Linked DNA regions of Muntiacus reevesi: region 2 is linked to region 1. The links are chromatin contacts, called in public Hi-C maps. All regions are on one chromosome and are shown on one strand. Each heading gives the region's core, a stretch centred on a gene start, on an enhancer-like site or on the middle of the called end of the contact. The rest is flanking DNA. Distances are from core to core; before and after follow the strand shown.

Evidence for each region. A called contact is a pair of places that touch in the nucleus more often than the background predicts.
Region 2: a contact with region 1 is called in a Hi-C map of blood, with 2.9 times the contacts expected there. The contact joins the promoter of ANGPTL6 here to the promoter of UBL5 in region 1. A contact is called at or near these places in 2 of 3 Hi-C or Micro-C datasets (blood and muscle).

What each region holds. Positions count from the first base shown.
Region 1 is chr1:193,368,763-193,374,673 of mMunRee1.1, forward strand. UBL5 (ubiquitin like 5) reads left to right here and starts at 2,619. Exons shown (of 5, transcript XM_065932521.1): 1 at 2,619-2,758; 2 at 3,061-3,178; 3 at 3,336-3,419; 4 at 3,581-3,618; 5 at 4,062-4,210. The coding sequence starts at 3,123. The coding sequence ends at 4,105.
Region 2 is chr1:193,607,731-193,613,641 of mMunRee1.1, forward strand. ANGPTL6 (angiopoietin like 6) reads right to left here and starts at 2,937. Exons shown (of 6, transcript XM_065932579.1): 1 at 2,860-2,937. It overlaps PPAN (peter pan homolog), which reads left to right and starts at 4,051. Exons shown (of 12, transcript XM_065932604.1): 1 at 4,051-4,145; 2 at 4,234-4,404; 3 at 4,921-5,022; 4 at 5,227-5,277; 5 at 5,579-5,749. The coding sequence starts at 4,128. LOC136156472 (small nucleolar RNA SNORD105) reads left to right here and starts at 5,067; the gene lies at 5,067-5,150.

The DNA of each region.
Region 1 (5,911 bases), core at 1,369-3,868:
CCAGGGATGGGGGAGTCTGGTGGGCTGCCATCTATGGGGTCGCACAGAGTCGAACACAACTGAAGCAACTTAGCAGAAGCAGCAGCAGCTCTAATGTGAATTGTCCTGTCTCCTGAGGCCTTTCCCCCTCCTACCCAGCTCTGGAGGAGAGAGTCCTTGCAGCAGTGGCAGCCTAGTCCTGGGACTTCCCATGGCCTATTCCCTCCACTTCCTCAGGATGCCTTAGCCCAGTTGGGACTGGCAGGCCTCCAGTAGATCCCCAAGTTCCCAACAATCCCAGGCTTTATTTCCCTCCCCTTGCAGCAGCACTCTTCACCCCTTTTCAATCTCCCCCAGCCAATTAGCTCAGCAACACAATCTTGTGTTTTAGTTATCTTTTTTATAATTAAACAATTTTTTCTTTTTAATTTGTGGGGTTTCTTTTGAGGAGAGGGAGTTCTTTCTTTCTTTTTTTTTTTTTTCTGTGTTGCATGGCTTTCAGGATCTTAGTTCTGCAGCCAAGGACAGAACCCAGGCCTTAGGCAGTGAGAGAGTAGAATCCTAACCACTGGACCACCAGGGAATTGCCTAGCTACCTTTGAATCAAACATAAAAAATGAGTGAGAACTTTCTTTTTTTTTTTAATAACACTTACTTCCCTGGTGGTCCAATAGTTAAGACTTCATACTTCCACTGCATCGGGCATGGGTTCAATCCCTGGTCAGGATGCTAAGATCAAATATGCTGTGTGGTATGGCAAAAAAAAAAACAAAATTTCTTCTGGGACTTCCCTGGAGGTCTAGTGGTTAAGAATCTGCCTTGCAATGCAGGGGACCAGGGTTCAATCCCTGGTCGGGGAACAAAGATCTCACATATGGCAATTAGGACCCCATGCAGCCAAAGCAATCAATAAATATCTTTTAAAAATTTATTTTCCCCCTCATTACAAGGGTAACATATGTTCATTGTCGATAACTGGGAAAACACCAAAAGCACCAAAAAGAGGAATATGGACTCAGCGATTCTGCTGTCTAGTGGTCAACACCATCAACACCTGATGTGACCTAGTTTTTCTATGTGAATGCAAAGCTGTGCTCTTTCTAAACTTCCCCAGGCACATCAGTCCCTTCAAGCTTACCCCTTACCTTCCATCTCCCTTCTTGCCCCACCTATTCTTCTGGATAAGGAAAAGAAGAATCAGAGGGGAAGTATTGGGATCATGTGTGTGCATGTGTGCATGCTAAGTCACTTCAGTCGTGTCTGACTCTTTGCAACTCCATGGACTGTAGCCCAGCAGGTTCCTCTGTCCATGGGGTTCTCCAAGCAAGAATACTGGAGTGGGTTGCTATTTCCTTCTCCAGGGGATCTTCCCAACCCAGGCAGGTGTATTCTTTACCACTAATGCCATCTGGGAAGCCCGTTGAGACCATGCAGCTTAATATTAAGGAATGAGACTGAGGTTTTGATTCATCATCTGGATCTGTGTCTGCAATCTGAATAAACTTTCCATAAGATTCCCTGCCCTCTGAAGCTCACTCAGTGGAATTCTGCAGAGGCTGGAGAAATAACAGATTTCTGCCCTGAGGCAGAAAAAAAGGAAAAGTCCTGAGGCAGGAAGGCCCCTGAGGCTAGTGTTTGAGGTGGCACTTCTTGAGCCAGTTCCTTAAGTCAGGGCAGCCCCGACAAGTTCGCAGAGCATCCATCCTTTCGCCAGGAAGGTATCTCACGTCTTCTGCCTAATCTCACATCCTATTTTGAGAAGGTGGATTGGGTGAATCAGAGGTTGCTGGCCCCTTTTCAGAGTGAATCCTTTTAGGCTCGTCAAACTAGGAGAATCCTGTCTGCTGAGAAGAAACAGTCCAATAGTGAGTTCTACAGGCAGGTTGTACTTAGGAAGGGGTGTTCCCTGTCCCACCAGCCCTGGGGAACCAAATCAGTCCAGGGGCTGCTCTGGGGCTGAAAAGCAAGCTTGGGATTTGATACACAGTGCCCTCTGCAGGGCAGGAGCGACCTTCCTTGAAGACACAGACCTGGGAGCTGTTGCACGTGTGCTGTTTTCCAGCTTCCTCATCAGTGCTGCATTCTAAGTGCTGAACTCCATTCTGGAGTGCTGGAAAGTGCTGGTACCCAGGCCAGAATCAGAAGACTCCTTACTTACTGATTGTGGTCAGCACCTCAGATGTCCCTGGGGGCAGGCGAGATAACCAGAGGGGAGGGATGAGCAAAACGCTTCCGGGGTCCAGCCCTGAATGAAGGCGGCGGGGGAGGGGGGGGGGGGTCGGATAATACAACTGCAGGACTTGATCCAGGCTCCCCGTAGCCCTGAAGTTGCTGTTAGAGGCTTCGTTGGTCTCCGGAACAGAAGGTCAACCCTGTTCCCCAGGGATGTGCCTGGGCGTCCCCACCAGATGCTACACTAGACGGTGTCTCGGCACAACGAAGGGCCTTCAACCAAGGCTCTCCAAAAGGTTGGGCGCCGGTCCAAGACCTCTGACACTCCACTCCTCTCCCTAGCCTGGACCCTCACTTGGCCCAACGCTTCGTTCACAGGCGTCCCTCTGCTCAGGCTTGGGACTCCAAAACCGCTCCTGGGAATTGCAAGCCCATGTCGTACCCTGGGATGAGCACTCCGCTGTGTGTTGACAGTCACTGGGGGGCGGAGCTTCCGGCTGCGCACTTCCGCTTCCTGTTTTAGCGTAGATTCTTAGCGGCGACTCTGGCCTGGTCTCAGCAGCAGTGCGAGGAGGTTGTGGCGTCTGCTTCTTCCAGGCTATTTGAGGTGAGGGGGCCAGGTAGAGGAGTCCGGAGTTGGGGAAAGGGGATGGGACCCGGCCTTCGAGAATCCGCCGGCCTGCAAGAGGCTCGGCTCTGTCTTCAGGCTACCTGAAGTGGGTCGGGGCCTGGGCGGGTTACTGGAGGGGAGGAGCACGGCTGCCCGGCGTCGGCGGTAACCCTGGGGTCCGAAGTCCTGGGACACGGAACTTGGGGCCTGGGGAGACTCCGATCTGGGGGAGTGATGGGGACGGGGAGTGATGGGGACGTGAACGTTAAGTCTCAATAACCGGGTGTCTTGGGGCCTAGGGGATCCCTGAAGTCCCGATTCAGTTGCCTCCCGGTCCCCGCCTTGTGCTGCTCCAGCCAGGATGATCGAGGTTGTTTGCAACGACCGTCTGGGGAAGAAGGTGCGCGTTAAGTGCAAGTATCCACTGGCGACCAAGAGGCTGTGGCTTCCGAGGGATGCTTGGCATGAGGCAGGCAACTCAGTCTTTGTTTTAGGGTGATTGTAGTTAAACCCGGGGGTTGGGGCGGGGATGGGAGAGTCCCCTTTCCATTTTCCTTAACTCCTCTGCGTCCAGTACGGATGACACCATCGGGGACCTTAAGAAGCTGATCGCAGCCCAAACTGGCACCCGTTGGAACAAGATCGTACTGAAGAAGTGGTGAGTACATGGGTAGAGCTAGGGGTTGAATAGGAGCCGGCCAGAAGGGTTTGGTTGGGGGAGGGCCGCAGCCAGCCATTTGTTTAGGCAGAACTTTTTCAGCTGGTCTCCGGGGTGAAGAGTCTCCTTAGACATTTTTCTAAAAAGTTTTTATCCCACAGGTACACGATTTTTAAGGACCACGTGTCTCTGGGGGACTGTATCCTTTTTTGACTTCTTGAGGAAGGATCTACATACCCAGACTGGGTTCTCTATGTTCAATACTCGGGTCTGTATGAGATTATGCACTATACACATAAGCTATTTAACTCATAATGTGGCACATAGTAAGTATTTAGAGAGTGGGAACCATCTAATTATTTTGTTGGGGGAGGAGGGTGGTTGGTGAAATATTTTGACTTCACTGCTAAGACTTTGACACTTTCTGGTCAAAATATTTATTACTAAGCCCCACCTGAGTGGAGACAGGAGATCAGGGTGGAGCAAGATTCCAGGATGTCTGTTGTGCAGAAGGAACACGAACTTTGTAAAAAGTTTGGATTCTTTCCAAATCAAAATGATCCAGTCCCAAATGTGGCAGTTGTGAGAGATGGGGATGGGGATGGAGCCCACCGTAAGGATTCCTTAACACCTTCACTTCAGATGAAATTCACGATGGGATGAACCTGGAGCTTTATTACCAGTAGAGCAGAATTCCTTCTTCCTGCCCTTCCCCCGCTTCCACCCTCACTCCCCACACTAATATGGATGCTTGTTTTTGGAAACTCATGTTAATAAAAACTTAGAGGCTGCTTCGTTGTTGTCTTTGAGTGAGAGTTCTCTCTTGAGGGGAGGATTGGTATCTGGTTGTCACTGTATTCTCAGTACCCACCCAGCTGCTTAGTAAGACTTCAAGATTGGATCAAGGAGGGAGCCAGTAGACTGGGAGCCTGAGTGGAAGACCTGAGCTCTAGGGCTAGCCATATGTCTCTGGGCCTCCTAGGTGGCTCAGACAGTAAAGAATCTGCCTGCAATGCGGGAGACCTGGGTTTGATCCCTGAGTGGGGACGATCCCCTAGAGAAGAGAATGGCAATCCACTCCTGTATTCTTGCCTGGAGAATTCCATGAACAGAGGAGCCGGGCAGGCTACAGTCCATGGGGTCACAAAGAGTTGGACACAACTGAGGGACTAACACTTTCCTGAAGGTCAAGAGATGATGGGATTATTGTCATCAATAGACCAAGGATCCTCTGGGCAGGGACCTTAGCAGAAATAATAGCAGTTAGGAATACAGGTTTAGATTCAGACAGACTATGGGTGGAACCCCAGCCCTACCAGGAACTGTGGCCCTGGGGAGTTACTTAATCTCCCTTAACCTTCATTTCCTTATCTAATCGAACTGATTGTGTTTACTTCACTTCATTGTGAAGTAGAGATGAGATAAGCATGATTAAGCAGCCACAGTTCTTGGCACCTGTGAAATGCCAGTGGACAGAGTAAAACAGTGTGACCTAGGCTATTCAGCCCTTCCTGATCCTCTGTTTCTTCCTCTAAAAAGGGGCACCATGATGACACCCACATCTCCATGAGATAATGAGATAATGCAGTTAAAACAGCAGGATGCCCAGTGCTATATCCATCTCTGGCCTTCTTCCTTCAGGTATGAGTAGACAGGATATCAAACACTCCATTTCTGTTCCCTTGGCTACAGCTCCTGAGGTCAGCCTTGAACTTGTCCTTACCCAGAGCCACATTCTGGAGCTGCTTTGAGAGTTTCACCTAGAACCTTGCTCCAACTCTTCTCCCCTCTCTGTGTATTGACCTGGTAGGTCCTTCCTCAGGACATAACCGTGTTCAAGTCTAGTCCAGTGCTCCTCCCTTTCCCCCAAGCCTTATGCTTTCTTTTTGCCATCAAGCTTCTTGGGACTCAGTCTTACGGACTGCCTGGGATGCTGGCCTATAGTCCACTAAATCTGGTCTCTCCTTGGTCTCTGCTGGCCTCCTTTATACCTGTCCCCTTGGCTTCCCTACTGTCCCTAGGATTCCCCTTCCTCCTGACATATCAGAAATGTCTGTCTGCTGGTACCCCTGCTCTTTTAGCTCAGTCTCCTCCTTATCTGTCTGCTTAGAAAAGAAACCCCCTCCCCCCCAATTCTTTTTTAAATTTCATGACAGCCTTGACATGCTGGAGTCCTTGTTTTCAAATCAGCATAGAAAAGTACAAGCTAAAAGTAAGACCCCACTCCTGGCCCCATTCTCTCTCCTGAGGTGAAGGCTTTTTCAGTGTATTTCTGTAAACTTCCATTTAAAAAATTGTTTTAATTAATATTTATTTTTAGTTATTTACTTGGCAGCACATGGGATCTTTAGTTTGTGTCATGCAAACCCTTAGTTGTGGCATGTGGGATCTGGTTCCCTGACCAGGGGTTGAACCAGGTCCCCCTGCATTGGGAGCATGGAGTCTTAGCCACTGGACCTCCAGGAAGTCCGCAATTTAATTTTTTAAAAAAT
Region 2 (5,911 bases), core at 1,687-4,186, 240 kb after region 1:
TGACCAGGGATTTAACCCAGGCCCCCTGCATTGAGAGCGTAGAGTCAGCCAGTACACCACCTTCGAAGTCCCCATGGTCTTTGTCATTTTAGCATTTGTCATTCTGCATTTGCCTCATTGATTTGCCACTGTTTATGCTCTGAATTCCTCCACCAAAATATCAGCTCCCAGAGGCTGAGTCTGGGTTTTGTTCACTGCTCTGTCCCCACTCCTAAAACAGCGTTTGGTGCCACACACGCCCTGCAGCACCCACGTGCTCCCCCCAAGGTGTTCCCTGACTCCCATAGGTGTCTTCGCTCAAGGATGTATATTTGTGGCCACTAACCCCCCTGCAGGATCCACACCCAGGCCCCCACTGTCTTCATTCCTGGGGTTCACACACTTGCAGCCTCTCAGATGGGGAAACACATTCCTCCCATGTGCATTTGCCCACATTCAGAAAATGGTCCACATGTCAGCCCTGTCGGCACCAACATCCACTTTGTCCAAACCCACACATAACTGGTGGTCACACACATTACCTCGTTCACACACTCAACAAACATTCCTTGAGCACCTATTGTGTGCCAGGAGATGGGGACACAGCTGTGACCAACACAGACAAAACCCCTGCCCTCACAGAGCAGATTGGAAAAAAACACAGTAGATAGGTCTTAGAGTGATAAGTCTTAGGAGAAAAAATATGGAAGGATGTGAGAGACCTGGGCTAGGGGCACTTTAAATAAAGGAGTCAGAATTCGCTTTCATTGCCAGGGGCCTGGGTTCTATTCCCTGGTCAGGGAACTAAGATCCCACAAGCATGTGGCGAGGCAAAAAAAAAAATAAATGAATAAATAAGTAGAGGAGTCAGACCTCACTGAGAAAATGACACTTGAGTACAGACCTGAAGGAAGAGAGATAAAGGGAAGAGAGAAATGTGGAACCTAACTTGATATGCCCAGGGAATAGCAGGGAGGCCTGTGAGGCTGGAACGGAATGAAAGGGGGAGAGCCGGAGGCAGCGAGGACAAGGAGGTGATGGAGGCACAGTGTGCAGGGACCAGAGGAGGATCTGGAGTTTTACTCCAACTTCCGTGGGAGCAGTGGGAGGGTTCTGAGCTGCAGAAAGGCATATTCACAACGGTATTCAAACACCAAGCACTAACTCTCCAGAGCAGAGCAGGGTCCTCTCCTAGCCCCCAACCCTGGAAGACATCAGGCCCTACATAATAGGGATGGACCAAACCCCTTGGAGGCTTTCCCAGGTAAAGAATCTGACTGCTAACGCAGGAGACGCGGGTTCTATCCCAGGTCTGCAAGATCCCCTGGGGTAGGAAATGGCAACCCACGCCAGTATTCTTGCCTGGGAAATCCCACGGACAGAGGAGCCTGGCGGGCTACAGTCCATGGGGTCGCAAAATAGTTGGACAGCACTGAACATGCACACACACAAACCCCTTGGAACTAGAGTGTGTGTAACATCTGCTGCCTTTTGGGATCTCAGCCTGTGGTAAAGGGGAGGCCTGGGGAGTCCCCCAGCCAAACCCAGGCCCAGGTTTCCCAACAGACAGATTCAGCCTCCACCTACCCTCCCACCCTCCTGCGCTCTCACCTCTCACGACCAAGACCCTGAGTTCCACAAGGCCCACAGCAGACACAAGAAGTCCGAGAAGGAGCCGAGTGTCCAGCAGGACCTCTGGAGAAGGGGAGAGGCTAGTGGGAGAGCAAGGAGGAAGGAGGCGTGGTAACCACCCCCAGCCACCCAGAGCCTGAAACTAGAGCTGTGAAATGCTAAGCCGAGGAGCTGCAACTGTAAATATTTAGCATTTCCCACGTGAGGACAGAGGGGGAATTGCCAGACCCTCCTGCTCAGGCCACCAGAGCCTGATAACACAGTTCAGTGCCCTGAACGTTCCCCCAACAGCAGAGCTCAGAGCGTGGGAGGCTGCAGGCCCAGGAGGCTGGGGCAGATCACAGCCTCAGACATAGACACACAGACACACATCACAGAGAACCACAACGGCGAATATTAGCAGCACCTGCTGCCTGGCTGGGGTGACTCTAAACGGGACATTTTGTATCTCATTTAATCTTGGCCACCTGAGCTGGTTTCTGTAAGGAGCCACATTTTACAGCAGAGAACTGAGCCTCAGAGAGGGTGAGCAACTGGCCTGTGGCTCACAGCCTAAGAAAAGATCAGCAGTGGGATTCAGCCCAGGTAACATGGCTTCAGAACTCACACACATGACCATGACAGCCACATACTCCTGTGTAACAGTGCAGCACAAAGACATACAGATACCCCAAATAGACATGCAAACCATTGCACAAAGCAGCAAAGATCGATGGAATCTGTGTGTGTGTGTGTGTGTGTCCATGGATTTGCCTGGCACACCCAATTATAAAGACACAACTGGAGGGAATTCCCTAGTGGCCCAGTGGTAGGATTCTGTTCTTTCACTGCCGGGGGCCAGGTTCCATCCCTGATCAGGGAACTAGGATCCCACAAGCCTTGTGGTGTGGCAAAAAAAGAAAAAAAGACAGCTGGAAACAGCACAGATTTGGGCAGTGACTTTTCAAAGCGTGGTCACATACACACATACATCACGACAAAGGAAAATATCCCGTGGGCTGAGTGTGTCCATATCTGTGCATCAGGTACATGCACACCCAAGTACACTCAGTCACACACCGGCAAGGGCAGAGACACAAACCAACTGGAAAGTGCAGAAACAAGCCCCTGATACCCGCCTGCCACCCACTGCAAGTTTCCATTTATCTCCCACACACTCTCACATCCTCACACAGGTCAAGTCCTGCAAGGACGAAAACAGGCAGCAGTAACCACACACTCATCTCTCAGAGGTACAAAGCGACTCACGTAGAGCCCCCACCGGACCAGGGTCTCCTTGTAAGACGGCCTCCCCGACCAGCAGACACACTTTCCCAGTTGCTACTGTCCTGAGCTCGTAACCCGAGTGGCCTCCCGGGCTGAAGGAGGAAATGGTCGTCCCAGATATGAGAGATGCTGCCAGGCTGGGCTCTGGGCCTGGGCTGGGGCCCCTCCGCCCCCCACTGGTAGTCTCCTCCGGCTCCCCCTTTTGGCCGCAGAGAAAGAAACCTCAGAAGTCAAGGAGAGGGGCTAGTGGAAGAGAGTGTCCAGGAGACAGAGGAGAGACGTAGGGAAGACGGGGAGAAAGGTGGGCGATGAAGAGAGAGATGAGAAGAGAGAAATGGGAATAGGGGCAGAGAGAGGAGAAAGACGGAAACTTATAGATGATGAAGGAGACAATTGATGGCAGGAGCAAGGCTGGGGAGAGGGAGGCAGACAGGGAGAAGACAGAGATGGGGAGGGGGACACAGAAGTGGGGAGAGGAGAAAAAATTGGAGTGGGGAGACAGGAGAGGGGAAGCAAATGGTGAGAAGACAAATGGGGGAGGGGACTAAAGTGGGGAGGGGAGACAGGGGAAGGAAACAGATGGAACAGGGAGAGAGAAGTTGGGGGAAATCTCTTCCCCCACCCGAAGGTTCTGGGGAAGAAGCCAGAGGCCTGAGGCCAAGACTGGGGCTTTGAGCGGAAACTGGGAGGGGGGGAATTATTGACCAAGCGCCCGCCTTGCCCTGAATTTCCAGAAGATGATGTGGAGTTTCCATCCCCCAGCCAGTCCACAGACAGGGCCTCTGCGAGGGACAGCTGATCCTCAGGAGCTGGGGGCCAAGTCGAGTAATTGCCAAGGCACTACCCCCTTCTCAGGCTCCCAAGTGCCTGGCGCCAGGGTGCCAAGTATTGTGTACACATCATCTCTCTTAATTCGCGAGTCAGAGAGGAAATGATGATCATTGAGGATATTTTATGAGCCTCAGAGTGGAGAACTTGGCTCTCAAAATCGCATAGCTGGTGGAATTGGCCGAGGCGGGATTCGAACCAGAGGATCATTTCGAACCATGGCCCCGCCCTGGTTTCCGTAGAAACAGGCCCTTGGTGTTTCCATAGCAACCCCTCCGAGGACGTTTTCCCGCCACCTGGTGCGCATGCACTGTTGGTGACGTCATCGAGGCGCCTCACATAGTCGCCTCGCCGGAGCCGGAAGTGAGCGGAGCGGCGCCGGAAGCAGCCGGCAGACGAGGCCTCGTGGAAAGGACGGCGGCATGGGACAGTCGGGAAGGGTGAGTCGCAGCGGCCAGGAAAGCGGGCAGCGCGGGCGGGGTTCCGCCAGCGGTAGCGGGGCTCACCTCTTGCTTCTCGTCCCCGCAGTCCCGGCACCAGAAGCGCGCGCGCGCCCAGGCCCATCTCCGGAACCTCGAAGCCTATGCCGCGCAGCCGCACTCGTTCGTGTTCGCTCGGGGCCGCGTGGGTCGCAGCGTCCAGCAGCTCAGTATGGACTTGAGGCGGGTCATGGAGCCGCTCACCGCCACCCGCCTGCAGGTCTGCATCACCCAGCCCACCGCCACCCGCCCTGGGCCTCGTCTTCTCAGCTGCGAGGGTGGCTTCATCCTCGAAACCGCTGGAGGCCTCAGTTTACTAGGCTGGAGAAGGGGAACCTTATGGGGACCATCGTGCCTGCCTCTCAAGGATTTGAGGGGCAGCAGCGAGGGCGAGCAGATGAACGCACCCAGCCTGGAGCTTGGCTGAATGCCTAAGGTTGATGGTTAAGAGGGGACTCGAGTTAGCAAAGCTGGCTTCTCTCAAAGGCCCGAGCCAAGTTACTTAACCTCGCTGAGCCTCAGATGGGCCCTCTGAAAAATGTGGTGATGCAGTGTCAAGAGACAGAAGTTTCAGTTAAAGTCTGATTGGCTCTAGAAGCCAAGAGCATTCCATTCCCCTCTCCCCCTAGTTCTCTAAAGGGTTAAGTGCAAGAAATGGCATAACAGGTTAGGCTTAAAGGCTTTGCTTAATAAGAGGTTATCTGTGATCATCCATTTTTCTTTTTATCGTTTCCAGATAAGGAAGAAAAACTCTCTGAAAGATTGTGTAGCAGTGGCTGGGCCCCTTGGGGTCACACACTTCCTGATCGTGAGCAAAACAGAGACCAACGTCTACTTTGTGAGTGGGTGCTCTCACCCCCTCACTCCCCACACCCTCCTCCGCCACCAGCTCTCATGATGACCCTTGTGCCTCTGAGCTGCCATGATTCTGGCTTCAAAGTAAACGCTCTGAAGAGATGGGCGGTGATCTCCATTTCCCACCCCCGCCCAACCCCGCTCCTGAATTAGACACCTCAACCCTCACAGATCTTTTCTTCTGCAGAAACTGATGCGTCTCCCAGGAGGCCCTACCCTGACCTTCCGGATCAACAAGGTAAGGACTCAGAGTGACATGGGGCTCAGCTGGTAAAGAATCGGCCTGCAAACCCAGGAAACCTGGGTTTGATCCCGGGGTTGGGAAGATTCTCCTGGAGAAGGGAACCCGCTGCAATATTTTGGCCTGGAGAATTCCATGGACTATGTCTATGGGGTTGCAGAGTCAGACACGACTGAGCGACTTTCACAACAGCACAAGAGGTGACATGAGGCCTCCGAGGGGCAGGAGCTGGGTTTGGGGATTGCACCAGCTGCATGTGCTGGACAGGTGGTCACCCATTCCTCACCCTGCCCTGCAGTATACGTTGGTGCGTGATGTGGTCTCCTCGCTACGCCGGCACCGCATGCATGAGCAGCAGTTTGCCCACCCACCCCTCCTGGTGCTCAACAGCTTTGGCCCCCATGGCATGCACGTGAAGCTCATGGCCACCATGTTCCAGAACCTGTTCCCCTCCATCAACGTGCATAAGGTGAGCCAGGCCATGTGTGATGAAAGTGAGTGTAGGTGAAGCAGGCAGCAAGGACCACACTCAGCCTGTCTTCACCTCCCAGCCCTAAGGCTGAGAATTCTGGATCCTGAGTTCTAAACCCATTCATGCTCTCCCATCTGGCAGATGGGAAATAATGTCCAT